2 separate regions of the Mus musculus genome follow, and region 2 is linked to region 1. Evidence: chromatin contacts called from public HiCAR-type data. All regions are on one chromosome and are shown on one strand. Each heading gives the region's core, a stretch centred on a gene start, on an enhancer-like site or on the middle of the called end of the contact. The rest is flanking DNA. Distances are from core to core; before and after follow the strand shown. Region 1 has its middle 140 kb from the start of Gm39035. Region 2 has its middle 130 kb from the start of Gm6567.

Region 1 (6,755 bases), core at 1,300-3,799:
GGGATGAGGAAAAGGAATAAGAGGATAAGAGAGGGAGGGAGAGAGACGAGTAAGACAAAGAAAGAAAATAAAAATAAAAAAGGAATAGAGAAAGAGGAAGAAAAAGAGAAGTACCAGACCTATGCCTGTATCCCAGCAGCCATTTGGTAGAAAATCAACACTGCTACAATCATCATTTCTCTGTCCTTTGGGTACAGGTCTTCTTTTCCTTTCCTTTTCCTTTATTTAAGCCAGAACTCTCTTGTGTGACCACCTTTTATAGAATCTTCCAGAATATCTATCAGGAAAAATAAGCAACAAAGGTGTGTCTCCTGAAAGGTGCCCTGTTTTCCACTGTAAAGCTGCACCTCAGAACTTTCCATTCTAAACTTAAATTATATAGAAATGTTTAAGTCACAGAGAAAGGGAAATCTGCGTTTTCAATCTTTGGAAGTGTGAAAAACATTACAAAATCAATGAAAGAGATTATGCTTTCCATATAGGGTCGTGTGAATTGTAAAATTTGGTTTCTTACACATGGCACTACATCTAGAAAAATATTTTTGCTTACATCTATTGTTGTCCATTGAAGTATAGATTTTCCCACTAACCTTGGTTTTCAATAGATTTCATTTGCTGTAGCACAGATTTAATAATAACCTGGAAACCTGGGCTAAACTGCAGAGTACTGTTTAATATCCTGGTTTAAGTAAGAGTAAACCATTCTGAATCATGGCCTTTGGAATTTTAGGTAAATATACAAAACACTTTAATGAGCACCAAGAGAAATTTTATAAATGAACTGAACTGCGTCTGGCTTTGCATAATCAACCTTATTATTCAGCTAATATCATCGAACTGTCATTGGTAACACACGTCTATAATTTTGATCAGTTTCTTACATACAGTTACTCCTCTGTACTTACTTACAGGGAGTTGTTTCTTGGGGCTGAGCAGATACTTAGATCTGCAAACACTCAAGGTCCTTGTATTAAATGGTGTAGTATTTACACAGCACCAGTGAATATCTACCTGTACATGTCCTATCATCTTTTGGTGGTCTACAATGCCCAGTGAGATATAAATGCTACTGGACTGTAGAGTTTAGAGAAGAATGACAAGAAAAATGACTATGCATATTCATTTCAACTCTTTTTCTGACAGTTCTTTACCGAAAGGTAGTTGATTCTGTGGATGTTGATTCTGTGAATATGAAGGACAGCTATACATCATTTGATTTGATAGATACGTTATCAAAACCTAGTTATCTGCCCCAAGTATGTCCTATGGCCTGGCTTTACCATTGAATCAGTCATTTCCCAGAGCAGCTAAAAACTAAACAGCTTGAGAAGTTTCCTAATCCTTCCTGATTCTCTATTCTCCTGCCTGTTGGTTATGTTTTTAATATTGTATGACCCACAAGGTTAAAAGTTTTAATGAAATGGAAACAAACCAGAAGGAATCCATGGCTATGCTATCCATAACTATGTTATTTATGAATGTGCCTTCCAATGTCCCCAAGACCATGGGTCATATGAGTTTCTGGGTAAGCTCCTTAGAGGAGGCTAACATTTGCAAACCTTAGAACTTGGCTCTCACTCCATTAGATACTGAAATGTCTGGTGTGCTCCCCAATTCCTTAGATGGTACAAGCACAAGCTCAGTGCCATTGCTCTGGGCTTTGAGTCCTAGATATTTGCAAATTCGCAATCTTGTAACTGTTGTGTGATTGTTGCAGTCCTATAACTGGCTCCCTTACTCCTCCTCCTCCTCTTCCTCTTTGCTTCTGATAGGCTTTCGTTTGCACTTCTAAGCAGGTATACACTTGAATTAGCCTGGTCATTGGGAAAGAATATCTGCCAGACACACACTATATGATTCAAATGCTGTTATTGTTGAAGACATACATTTTTTCATCTTCAGCGAGTTTGACAGTCAACTCCAAACACATTTTTATTAATTGCAGTGTTTCAAAAAATATTCCAGATACTTTGAGAGCATGGAAATAACCGTTTTATGAAGGTTCCTCTTTTCTCTCTCAATAAAGTCTCCAAGGACAAGGCTACTCTTGCCTGGGAGTTTCAGTCTACAGAGCCTGCCTGATGCCCTCTCCTCAACCCACTCTGGTGTTGATCCTTCTTTGAAGCAACTATTATTGGCTTCCAATAGAGGCCTACAGATATGAAATCCCAAGGCTAGAATGTTTTTTCAAGGGAAATTTACAATTTTCCCTATAGACTAAACTTCATTCTGCCTTTGATATCAAGAGTTAGATCTTTCATTTTAGCTTCTACCTAGAGATTTTTATTGATTTGACACCACATGTAATTTGATATTTGCATGGGCTCAAGGTATGATTTATATATCTGGTATCCACATATGTTACACAGACAACAAAGGCACCAAAGCTGGATGTTTTCCAACTCTGGGACATTTGGGAAGGCACCGACTTCTCAGGGCCTCCCCTCCCTCATCTGTGATCCGGGCTCTCCTGGCCCCACAACACAGCTGTGAGAGCCAAATGAGCGAATAAGCATGAGTCACACATAGTGCAGCACAATGCCTGGCAGAGCATCCACTTCACAAATCAAATGGTAATTTATAAGACCTTAGGGAAATGTCCATGTGTCCATTGTCTGAATCATACTAACCACTTTAAATAACATTTTCTAATCTAACTAAAAGTGAGTAAGAAAAGCTTGACAAAATACGTTGCTCCGGAACTTTTCTTCTTCATTCTGGGAATTCATACAATTATGAAGAACTAATGATGAATAAGGACAGGTCACTCAAGATGCCTTTCCCCTTCCCTACTCCCCCCTCCCCATTCTTGAGATGAAACATCAAACCTTGGAGAGAGGATATAGTTCCATGACACATACAGAACTGCAGAGAGTAGAGAGGCCCTGCCTTTGAGTACCTGGCAATGTCTGTGGTCTAAATAAACCATCCTGCCTGACTTCAGGTTACCTCTGTGGTGTCACCCAACACATGGCTGGGGAGAGATACTAAGTGGTTATTGAGAGCTGGTGGGTGTGCATTCCAACACAACCGTGGCTCTTTCAGCATTATGCAACTGCGTAAGCTTTACTTTCTTGCGGCCTTACTTACAAGTAGAAAGCTTTTTCTATGTTAAAGGAATTCCTCCTCCTAAGAAAAGCAGCTGACCCAGCCCCAGCCCCAGTCACCCAGTGGTTGCCAAAGAAGACATCAGACCCTGGCATGGTCAGGACTTAGGATGCCACCATCTGACATTAAATAAAGACTGCTCTATCTGTACAAGTTTGTTTAAATTCTCCTTTTTGTCTCTTCCTACAAACTTAATTGTTATATATTCTTACAGTACAAAGTTAATCTCTAAAGCTTTATTTTCTTGCAGCGACATTAGGGAAATTTTGGTTAACACAGGAAAGGAAAAACTAGGTGTGAGGGTTAACCTGGCAGCACCACTAATTATCAGTCTATTTGAACATCTTCCACTGAAGGTATGTAGCTGCCTATACAGTTGTATGTGGTGGCCCTGTTACAGTTATCTGTTTGTCTTCATCACAAGACTCGTGCACAGCTCACGTCTACAACTCTGCAACAGGTTCTGTTCCAGTCTGGCTCATGTCTTCAATCTTTTGTAAAATACTTTGGTTCTCTTTTGAATTTCACATCATACACCCCAATCCCACTCATCTCCCCTCCCCTTGTATGTGCCCTCCACACTTTCAACATCTGCACTAACAGAGGGGGAAAAAAATCTCACCGTGGAAGCTGTAGTATGTCACACTATGTCCCATGCATATGATTTTGTCCACACTTCTGTCCACACTTCTTTGCTTTGTTCATGGAGTGAGTCATCTGCCTTCTGCTACTCCATCAGTAGTGGAACTTCCCTGGGACTCCTCTTGGAGAGCCTATTGTTGCCCTGTGTCATGGAGATCCTGTAGTTTGCTATCTAAAACACAGGCTCCTTCAAGCACTCCTACACAGCAGAGCAGGCCCTGGTTGTGGGCACTGAGGGTGATCATGCCCTGAGGGCATAAGTGTGGGAGAGTCAGCCCTGCCTCTTTTCTACTATGTGGTGGCATTGGCAGGGGAGAGATCCCCTCCCTTCACTTTTGCCTACCCCATTAGGGGTGGGTGGGAAAGTTGGCCCCAAGGTGGGGTCTCAAGAGCAGGAGCTGTTCCTGCCCCTCGCTTATTGTAGCATTCTGGAGATTGGGCCCTGCATTTCTCCTGGGCAGCACAGTAGAGCTAATCCTGAATGTATGAGTTTCAGTTGAGCCTGCCCAAATTCTTGTCTGCTGGGTGGTGGTGTGGATGAGGGAGAGATAGCCTCCAGCCATCCCTATCCTTCTCTATCTAAGGCAAGTAGAAGAGCTGGCCCCAGGGTCATGAGAGTGGGAGAACTGGCCATGTCCCTCACTGGCTGCAACACTTGGGAGAGCAAACCCTATACTTTGCCTGGCATGGTAGAGCTGGCCCTGATCGCAGGAGTTGCTGGTGAGCTGGCTCTGAAGGTGAGAGGGCAGGAGAACCAGAGGCTGACCAGCTCATATATCACTCAGGGCCAGATCCAGGGCTCTGAACTGGCCCAACACAACATCTACTCCACTGATGCACTTCATCTATCTTAGTTTGACCTGCTAGTGCTCTGATGTCCCTGGTTTTCCTCATGGATTGTGAAAGCAAGACTGTAAATGAATCACAGGAGGCAAGCAGAGGCATTATACAGTTAAGTTCAGGAACAATGCACAAAGCTTGTTAGCTGTCTTAGAATACAGTCTAAGAGGTGATAGTGAAGAAACCCTGGGGTACCTCCAGTCCTGTCACCAGCTGTCTTAGTTAGGGTTTTACTGCTGTGAACACCCACCATGACCAAGACAATTCTTATAAGGACAACATTTATTTGGGACTGGCTTACAGGTTCAGAGGTCAGCCCATTATCATCTAGGTAAGAACATGGCAGCATCCAGGCAGACACAGTGCAGGAGAAGCTGAAAGTTCTACATCTTCATTGAAGGTTGCCAGCAGACTACTGACTTCCAGGCAGCTAGGATGAAAGTCCACACCTACCGTGACAAACCAACTCCAATAGGACCACACCTTCTAATAGTGCCACTCCCTGGGCAGAGCACATACAAACCATCACACCAGCCCAAGACACTCAGTTACAATGTCCATGATCTGAAGGAGAAAAAAGAAAAAAAAATCAGAGTTTCTACATGAAGCTGAATTACCCTTGAAAGACCTGACCAGTTTCTTGGCTTCCCCAGCTGAGTCATGGCTTCCTGAGTTGCCAGGGGGCCGAATGAAGACTGTGGGTGGTTCTGTACAGGCCAAAAGCACAGTGCTAATCCCAGCTTCTTGAGCTTTTATGAAAGAGAGAGCCCACTTGATTGATGGTGTTATTTTGACCTTTCTGAGGCCTAACTGACTTTGAGAAGAAGGGAAAACAGATTCTTGGAATGGTGCTGAGCACTTGCAAACCCACAGGAGGTGTCAGAGGGCAGAGTGCCATGTACCCAGTCTCCTAGGGTAGACCTCAGGAGAAGGTTTAGATGCCAGGCTTGGGTTCCTGGCATCAGGCTGGGACAGGCTCTGCACAGGGTACCCAGCTAAGTGTGGTCTATGACAGTGAGCAGGAACTGGAATACTCTCCCTCCTGTCTTCCTTTCTCCCCTCCTATCCAAACACGTATTGGCACGTGCTCTTCACTTCATCCATGGATGAGAAACAACATAAAAACAGAGATGCCCGCTCAGGAGAGCACGAATTCTTTGTTTTTTATTTATTTGTTTTATTATATTTTGGTTTTTTGTTTGTTTGTTTGTTTTCCTGTCAGAAATAACTGGTAAATTGGTCACCGTAATTTTGCTAACAGAAAATGCATGTTTTTCAAACAATGCCAGGCTATGGAGACTATGAAGCCTGCATAAAAGAGTATGATATTAAAGAAGTTACTGGTTGTAAGTAACAGAACGACTCCAAAGCAGCTGATGGTACAGGATGAAGGCAGAGGAATTCCATCATAAAAGAAGGTTAGTAGAGGCCATTTTTGTTGAACCCAAGAGCAGAGAAGCTGCTGGGCCTGACAACTGTAGCTGGGATTCATTGGGAGAAGCCCAACCCTAACAGCATTGTGCTTCTTCCTACATGTCTAGCCAAGTCTTGCTAGCTATAAACAGGGTATCTGTATAAAGGTAGAGAGAGTAAGAAACGGGTACTCAGGAGGGTCTAGAGTTTACATCTTCAAGTATGCATATAAAAAGATCTTTTTCTAGCTGGATCTAAAACATTACCAATGGAGATGGGGGTGTCAATCTGCAATAACATTGATCAAAAATTACGCAAGAGGTATGGCAACCTGGAAGGAGTTATGACTTAACCAGCTTATGCATTTTCAGACTGAAGATCTAGAGTTCTTTTTGTACTTTCCATTTATGGCAAAAAAAAAGAAAAAGAAAGAAAGAAAGAAAGAAAGAAAGAAAGGAAGGAAGGAAGGAAGGAAGGAAGGAAGAAAGAAAGAAAGAAAGAAAGAAAGAAAGAAAGAAAGAAAGAAGGAAGGATCAGAAAGTCCCAGAATGGAAGATCAGGCAAATGTGAGTATTGGGACTTGTTTTGCTCATATGTCCTTAAAAAGTATTTGAACAAATAGACTATGGAATGAAAATAAGGAAAAGAATCTCCAGAGTGGAGAGCATTGGGAATCCCAATGGTCTAGTGTAGTTTTCACAGGAATAAGCTCTCTCCATCCCCTGACTCAAATAAAAAGTATAAGTTTGGAG
Region 2 (7,649 bases), core at 394-2,893, 530 kb after region 1:
GCGTTCTGCTTTCCTGGAGTCAGAGGTGCATCCAGGAGGGAGCTGCCTTCCTTCTGAGGGTGCCAAGCTCCAGGGCCTGGCAGCAGGCATTGTTTCTTCTAGTTCCTATTGATCCTCCCCTGGTTCAATTTCATCTCTTCCATATCTCCCCATTTCACCTTCCCGCTTTTGTGAATGATTTGGTTCATAAATTATTCAGTAAATAACCATGAATTATTCTATTTCATCAATTTTACAGCTGCTGAAGTTGATGGTTGAAAGTGTTTCTCTAGACACCTGCACGTACTCACCTGGAGCCCTGAGCACCAAACCCTACTTCACTATGGATCAGACATAGAAGCAGCCTTGAGAATCTGCTCAACTATGGCCAGTATACTTCAAGCAAGTAGTAAAAAAGGCCTTGTTAGATACTTAGTGTTTCCTCTAAAAGACAAGCACATACTAACTGTGAGACCCATAGTTAATTAGTTCTTTTTTGCCTCTGTTCCCTTTTATGTAATATAAGGCAGAAAACACTATCTAGCTCATGGGATCATTGGGGGACTGGATGAGACAATCACGGCAATTAATTTAGAATGCTATTTAGCCAATGGGAATGGCATTAAAATAAATATAAGTAAACACATTACTTGTATGGACAATCATATATGAGCAGAGAATAATGAATAATTTTAGGCGAAGATGAACACATTAACTTTTCATTGTAAAACAACATTTCAATGGTAGTTGACCTAGGTGTTTCTTCTAGAAGGCAAAGCACACTTTCTCTGGTGCTCTCAGCCTTATTAATGGTATTACCATCCATCCAGCTGAAACGACAAGTCATTACCAGCTCTTTCTCCACACTTACACCCTAGCTGTTACCTACTTCTACAATTCTACCCACTGATCAGACCCAGTCTAGTGGAAAGAGTAGACTGGGAAGGAGTAATTAATATGTAGGAGAAGGGACAAATAATTGAGAAACAACTATGACCAAGAGTGGAAACAGGGAAGTAGAGAGAGGATCAGTCAGTAGCTAGAAAAGTCTGGGCATATAGGAACATAGACAGCAAAACCAGCTGCAAAACAAGGGCTCAGAGGGAAGGTCAAGCCCTCCTGTTTATCCAGTGGTCACCAGGTACCACTCTGCTCTAACTCCCTTTAACACACTACTCCATTTGCCTCTTGTGTCTGCTGCAAGGGCCTGGTGGCTTGACTCTCACTTTGCAAATTAAGAAAGTGAAGCAGAAGAAGGTTTTGGCATCTTGCCCAAGGTCAGGACAACACTAGATTTTGAATCTTGGTCTTTCTGAATCTAAACTCTTAGCTTTCTATTTCAGTGTTCCAAAGAGAAAGCCAGCAGGTGTGGTCATAAAAATGATCAGGTTAATTCTACACCATCGGTCAGCACAGATTTAGTAAAAGCACCAGGTAGTAACTATCTTTTCAGGCCGTGTGAGCTCAGTCAGTCATGGTTACTTCCACTGGCTCTCTCGGCACAAAAGCAGCCATTAAAAAAAAAAAAGAGAAATGTCAGGAGTGAATGTGGCTGTATCCTAATTTAAAAAAAAAAAAAAACCTTGTTTATAAAAACAGAGGATGAGTCAGATTGAGCAACAGAAGGTAGGTTTGCCAAGCACTGTGCTAGACTGATTTCTTAATCAGACTTGTTTTTCTCAGACCGTACATATATCTGTACCTTCAGTCCAACTCTTAAACAACACCAAATAAAGAAGACAGGGCTGTCCAGTTGATACGCATTTGTTTGACATTTAACTAAGTCAGGCAGAGGGGAATTCATGCCAACACTTACTTTCTGCCCTCAATTCTTCTTGGTCCCCAAATGAACAAAAAGCAGAACAACAAATTTATGAGAGCATAAAACTTTTAGAACCTAGAAGATAATTCTCCCTTTGAAAATACAGTGCACTACAAGGTTGTGGAAGAGAATGAGCGGGATCAAAAGTTGCTTCAGTGGCCTTGTCAGGAGCTGGCTCTGTGACACCATAGGTGACTTCAACTTAGGGGTCATTGTTTCTGCTACAATTAGTGAAAGGAAAAGCTAGCCTAGATAACCGGCTTCCCTCTGGAGGCCCTGGCCCAGCCATATCTCCTTCAATTTACGGCCTATCTGTCCTGTGCAAACATTCCCACAGACAAATCAGGGCTTTTGACATGAGACCAACTTTTCAAGATGTAGACTGAAGCACAAAGTTTAGCCAGTGACTACCTTGTTCCTGCACCACCACTGGGTACCGTAGCTGTCCACAACAGTTAGTCTCGTTGCTATCAACAACTTGAGAGCTCTAAGAACCCTGCCGGTCACCGATCTCGTACCTCAGTCACAAACATGACTGTTGATAACTCAGATCTGGCCAGAGCTTTGACAACCCTCTGTGTTTTTACTTTCCTTTAATGGATGAGAGGCTGAGTTCCAGGAAAAAAGAGAAAGAGATTAACAATAGCCACTACACTGGATAGTTTTATTTCAGCTTGATGCAAGCCAAAGTCACCTGAGAGGAGGGAAGCTGAGTTGGGGAACTGCCTCCATAAAATTAGGCTGCAGACAAGCCTGCAGGGCATTTTCTTGACCAGTGATTGATGCAGGATGGCCCAGTCTATTATGGGTGGGGTCATTCTTGTGCTGTGTTCTATAAGAAAGCAATCTAAGCAAGCCATGATGATCAAGCCAGTAAGCAGCATCCCTCCACGGCCTCTGTATCAGCTCCTGCCTCCCTATTCTGCCATGTTTGAGTTACTGGCCTGATTTTCTTCAATGAAGAACATTGATATAGAAGTATGGGCCAAATAAACCCTTTTCTCCCCAAGTTGCCTTGGTCACAGTGTTTAATTACAGCAGTTGTACCCTAATGAAGAGAGCCACTCAGATAATATGATACTGAATTACTAGTGGAAGAGTGGTCTCCAAGATCCAGTTCTCACTGTACTGCCTCTGAATAGCAAAGCATTGTCTTTCAAATTCTATGTGTATGTTGTATATACTTGGAGAGTAATTTCTTTTCTTATATGAGTTCCATGAAACTTTCTTAAATGATTTTTTTCATACTAGAAAAAATAATTAATGCAGCTATCGTCATTATGTAGAGGAAAGGGGGACAAAGGAAGAGAGAGAGATAGAGACAGAGAGATTACTGCATCAAATCTCACTTCTGCCACTCTCTGGTGTATCTGGATTTATATTCTGATGGCAGCAATCTGCTGCTGAACACAGGGGACAGACAAATTCAAAAGCCAAGCCTGTGGTTTGCCTGTCCATTGCGTGTTTGGACTCCAGCTGGCAGCAATGATGAGGAAGATGGTAGAAACTTTAGTAACCAGCTGGAAGAAGTTGATTGGTGGTGAATGTGCCTTTGGGGGTTAAAGGCTGCTGGTCCCTCCCTCTTCTCTGCTTCCTGACTGCAGTGAGGTTAGCAGCTTCCTCTCCACTTGCTTCCATGCCATGAGATCCAACCTCACCAGGAGCCAGAATCAATGGAGGCAAGGGTTATAAAATAAAAGCTCTGAGATGAAAAGCCAAAATAAACCATTCCTCCTTTAAGTCGTCCCTGCCAAGTATCACGGCAGAGCCAGAAGACAAACAGCTAGTAGGCCTGGCCAGGTCTCCCCAGTTTGTCAATGTCCTCATAAACAAGGAAAGCCTAGGAAAGTATCACAGCTAAGGAGACTTTAAAACAGTATGACGGCTAAATACAATAGATTCTGCATAGGAGATTGGAGCAGACAGGGTATGGTAAATAAAAACAAAGGCTGACTGAATGCTCTGTAGACTACATTAGTAATAGTAGACTGGTCAAAGGTTGTTAGTTGTCTGGTATATCACACTAAATTTAAGTTAATATGACAAAGAAAGTTTGAATACAAGTAAGTAAAATTAAAACATTTCATGCAATACATACAGAAGGAAGCACATTGGAGTATTTGCCTCGGTCAGGGAATTCTCAACCTTCCTAATGCTGCGAACTTTTAATGCAATCTCATGTTGTGCTGCCCCCCCAACCATAAAATAATTTTTGTTGCTACTTCATAACTGTAATTTTGCTACTGTTATAAACTGTAATGTAAATATCTGTGTTTTCTAATGGTCTTAGACACCCTCTTTGAAAGTGTTGTTAGACAACCCCCCAAAGGGGTCGTGACCCACAGGTTGAGAACCACTGGTCTAAGCAAACGTAAGAGCTGTGAGTTCCAGAGACAAAGAAGAAAGAAGCAGAGCTAACTGATCTGGCAGGTATACTAAATATAGTGTCTTAGCCCTGAGACATCTTTAGAACTACAGCTTCTTTTTAAATTAGAAGAAAACTGAATTTTACAGGAGTTCACAAAGTTTTCATTTGTCTTTTCTTCACATGAGGAAAAGGAGAAGAAGTGTTTAGGGACTATAAACCTGCATTGTGAAGGGAGACGAAAGTGACTAAGACTCACAGAAGGACCCCAGTGTGTCCTCCTAGGCACATTAAAATAGGAGCACTCTGCTTGAACGTGCCAGAAACCAGGACAATAATGTGCCGAGGGCCGAGAATGACAAATTCAACACTCTGCACCCAAGAAAAGAAGTCAAACTCACCGACTGAGAGCTGACATATACCCAGCTGAAAAGAAGTCTTAAAGCAGCTAATGTTCTCCTGGAGGGAAAAAGAATGCAAGGAAGGAGTCCAGTCTCCCTGCACAGACAGCTTCACTACACAAAGCCAGCCTTGGAGGGAGGGAAAGATACTGCAGGTATTTAGCTGGTTTGAGCAGGACCCAAAAGTTGCCATTTTTTAGAGAGAATCCCTGAGCAGAGTCTAGAGGCTCAGAGATACAATCATAGCAATAAAGAGGCTAAGGCAGAAGGTCATGAGTTCAAACCACTCCTGAGCTACATAACAAGTTTATATCACTGTGATAAAGAGTGAGACCGTGTCCAAAAATATTTAAATAAAAAGAAAGCAAGGAAAAGATAGGGAAAGGGAGGGAAAGATGGAGGGAGAAGATTGAAATTTAGCCATGGTTGGAAGTATGCCACCGAAATATTTCAAAAGTGACAATGGGAACTTATAAAACTCTGTGGGATGCAACACTTGGAGTCTTCTGTGGCTCGTAACCACCCTCTTGGCAGCAAAGAGTCCAACACAAGCCAGATAAGGGGGATGCATGCAACAAAGATGGAAAATCCAGAGTCTCCATGAGATAGCCCTTCCAGCACACAGCTCTCCGTAGTTCTGGGAATCTTCTTGGGATAACCATTGGAATAAGTTATACTTACAGTCAAGCTGGGGAACCCCAAATTATCTCCATTCTCTAAGCTAGTTTCCATGATCAAAGGGAAAACAGCACTAATTGACTGCTTCAGGGGCCAAAGCTCACCAGCTGAGGACCCATCTCCTAAGGCAAGTTTGATGATAGAACTCTTCAAACGCTGAGGGTCCCCCAACTAACTCCTAATGAGGGGCCCTTTGCTCTGGTTGGAGTTAAACATCTGAGATTTCCTTTCATTGCCACAGCCCTAATTAGAGGGAAGACCTAGAAACACCACTGATGCCGTGTTGCTTTACATTCAAGAGCTCTGTAGAAGGACACCTTTGACCATGACATGCCTGGCCCACAAGCAGTTTCTGCTTCCCAGAGAAAACTCTTACATATATAAAAAGTTGCCGATTAATATGATTATCTGGCTCATGAGGATTAATTTTTAAATGTCTCTAAGGATACATAATTCTTAGCAAAATAGATTAGGGAAGAAAAATATTAAAGAAAAAAATCCTTCAATAAAATACCAAGAAAGAGCCACAGAGGGAAACCTGTCTGCCAAAATCAAAGCCACTGACTCTAATCTAAAGGCTACATTTATGTTCCAATAGAAATAAAATTAATATGCTAGGATTCACTATTATTCATAGTCTACTGGGTCTAGTCATTGTGAGAAAAAATGAGACAAGGAAGAGTTTCCTTAACCTAGAGGAAAGAAACCACAAGAGTAGAAAGGAATGGATGTCATGTGAGAGAATTTGAAATCCTTTTAATTCCAAAATATAAAGGAACAGATTTGGCAGCTCTCATAGTTTGGTTTCTATTGTTGCACCATGACTAAAAATGCAAGTAGGAGAGGCTTTTGCCTCAGGATCCACAGAAGCCATCTTGGTTCCGGGACTCCACAGAAACAATACAAGGACGGAAACCACGCCCCAGAAAAAGCAAGAAGGTAATCCCTCAACAAACCTAAAAGAAGACAGCCACAAGAACAGAATGCCAACTTTAACAACAAAAAATAACAGGAAGCAACAATTTCTTTTCCTTGATATCTCTTAATATCAATGGACTCAACTCCCCCAATAAAAAGACATAGACTAACAAACTGGCTACACAAAGAAGACCCAACATTTTGCTGCTTACAGGAAACTCATCTCAGAGAAAAAGATAGACACTACCTCAGAATGAAAGGCTGGAAAACAATTTTCCAAGCAAATGGTATGAAGAAATAAGCTGGAGTAGCCATTCTAATATCTAATAAAATCGACTTCCAACCCAAAGTCATCTAAAAAGACAAGGAGAGGCACTTCATACTCATCAAAGGTAAAATCCTCCAAGAGGAACTATCAATTCTGAATATCTATGCTCCAAATACAAGGGCAGCCACATTCATTAAAGAAACTTTAGTAAAGCTCAAAGCACAGATTGCAACTCACACAATAATAATGGGAGACTTCAACACACCACTTTCACCAATGGAAAGATCATGGAAACAGAAACTAAACAGGGACACAGTGAAACTAACAGAAGTGATGAAACAAATGGATCTGACAGATATCTACAGAACATTTTATCCTGAAACAAAAGGATATACCTTCTTCTCAGCACCTCATGGTACCTTCTCCAAAAATGACCACATAATTGGTCACAAAACAAGCCTCAACATATACAAAAATAATGAAATCGTCTCATGCATCCTATCAGATCACCATGGACTAAGGCTGATCTTCAATAACAAAATAAATAATAGAAATCTAACACTCACGTGGAAACTTAACAACACCCTTCTCAATGATAGCTTGGTCATGGAAGGAATAAAGAAAAAAATTGAGGACTTTTTGGAGTTTAATGAAAATGAAGCCACAACATACCCAAACTTATGGGACACAATGAAAGCATTTCTAAGAGGAAAACTCATAGCTCTGAGTGCCTCCAAAAAGAAAGTAGAGAGAGCACACATTAGCAGCTTGACAGCACACCTAAAGGCTCTAGAACAAAAGGAAGCAAATTCACCCAAGATGAGTAGACAGCAGGAAATAATCAAACTCAGGGGCGAAATCAACCAAGTAGAAACAAGAAGAACTATTCAAGGAATCAACCAATCGAGAAGCTGGTTCTTTGAGAAAATCAACAAGATAGATAAACCCTTAGCCAGACTCACAAGAGGGCACAGGAAAAGCATCCTAATAAACAAAATCAGAAATGAAAAGGGAGACATAACAACAGATCCTGAAGAAATCCAAAACACCATCAGATCCTTCTACAAAAGGCTATACTCAACAAAACTGGAGAACCTGGATGAAATGGACAAGTTTCTAGACAGATACCAGGTACCAGACTTAAATCAAGATCGGGTTAATGATCTAAACAGTCCTATATCCCCTAAAGAAAGAGAAGCAGTCATTAATAGTCTCCCA

Evidence for each region. HiCAR-type assays count read pairs that join an accessible place to other places.
Region 2: a contact with region 1 is called in a HiCAR-type map of fibro-adipogenic progenitors, with 4 times the contacts expected there. The contact joins two enhancer-like sites. A contact is called at or near these places in 1 of 484 Hi-C or Micro-C datasets (uterus) and 1 of 115 datasets of contacts at active chromatin or transcription factors (fibro-adipogenic progenitors).

What each region holds. Positions count from the first base shown.
Region 1 is chr7:72,439,667-72,446,421 of GRCm38.p6, forward strand. No RefSeq gene overlaps it. Among named protein-coding and RNA genes, the nearest start is that of Gm39035, 140 kb to the left of the region's middle. Within about 2 kb of position 2,550, at least 44 of the 459 cell types and tissues checked have an H3K27ac peak or open chromatin away from gene starts, as enhancers often do. A contact at or near this core is called in fibro-adipogenic progenitors, where this site is marked.
Region 2 is chr7:72,970,433-72,978,081 of GRCm38.p6, forward strand. No RefSeq gene overlaps it. Among named protein-coding and RNA genes, the nearest start is that of Gm6567, 130 kb to the right of the region's middle. Within about 2 kb of position 1,644, at least 15 of the 459 cell types and tissues checked have an H3K27ac peak or open chromatin away from gene starts, as enhancers often do. A contact at or near this core is called in fibro-adipogenic progenitors, where this site is marked.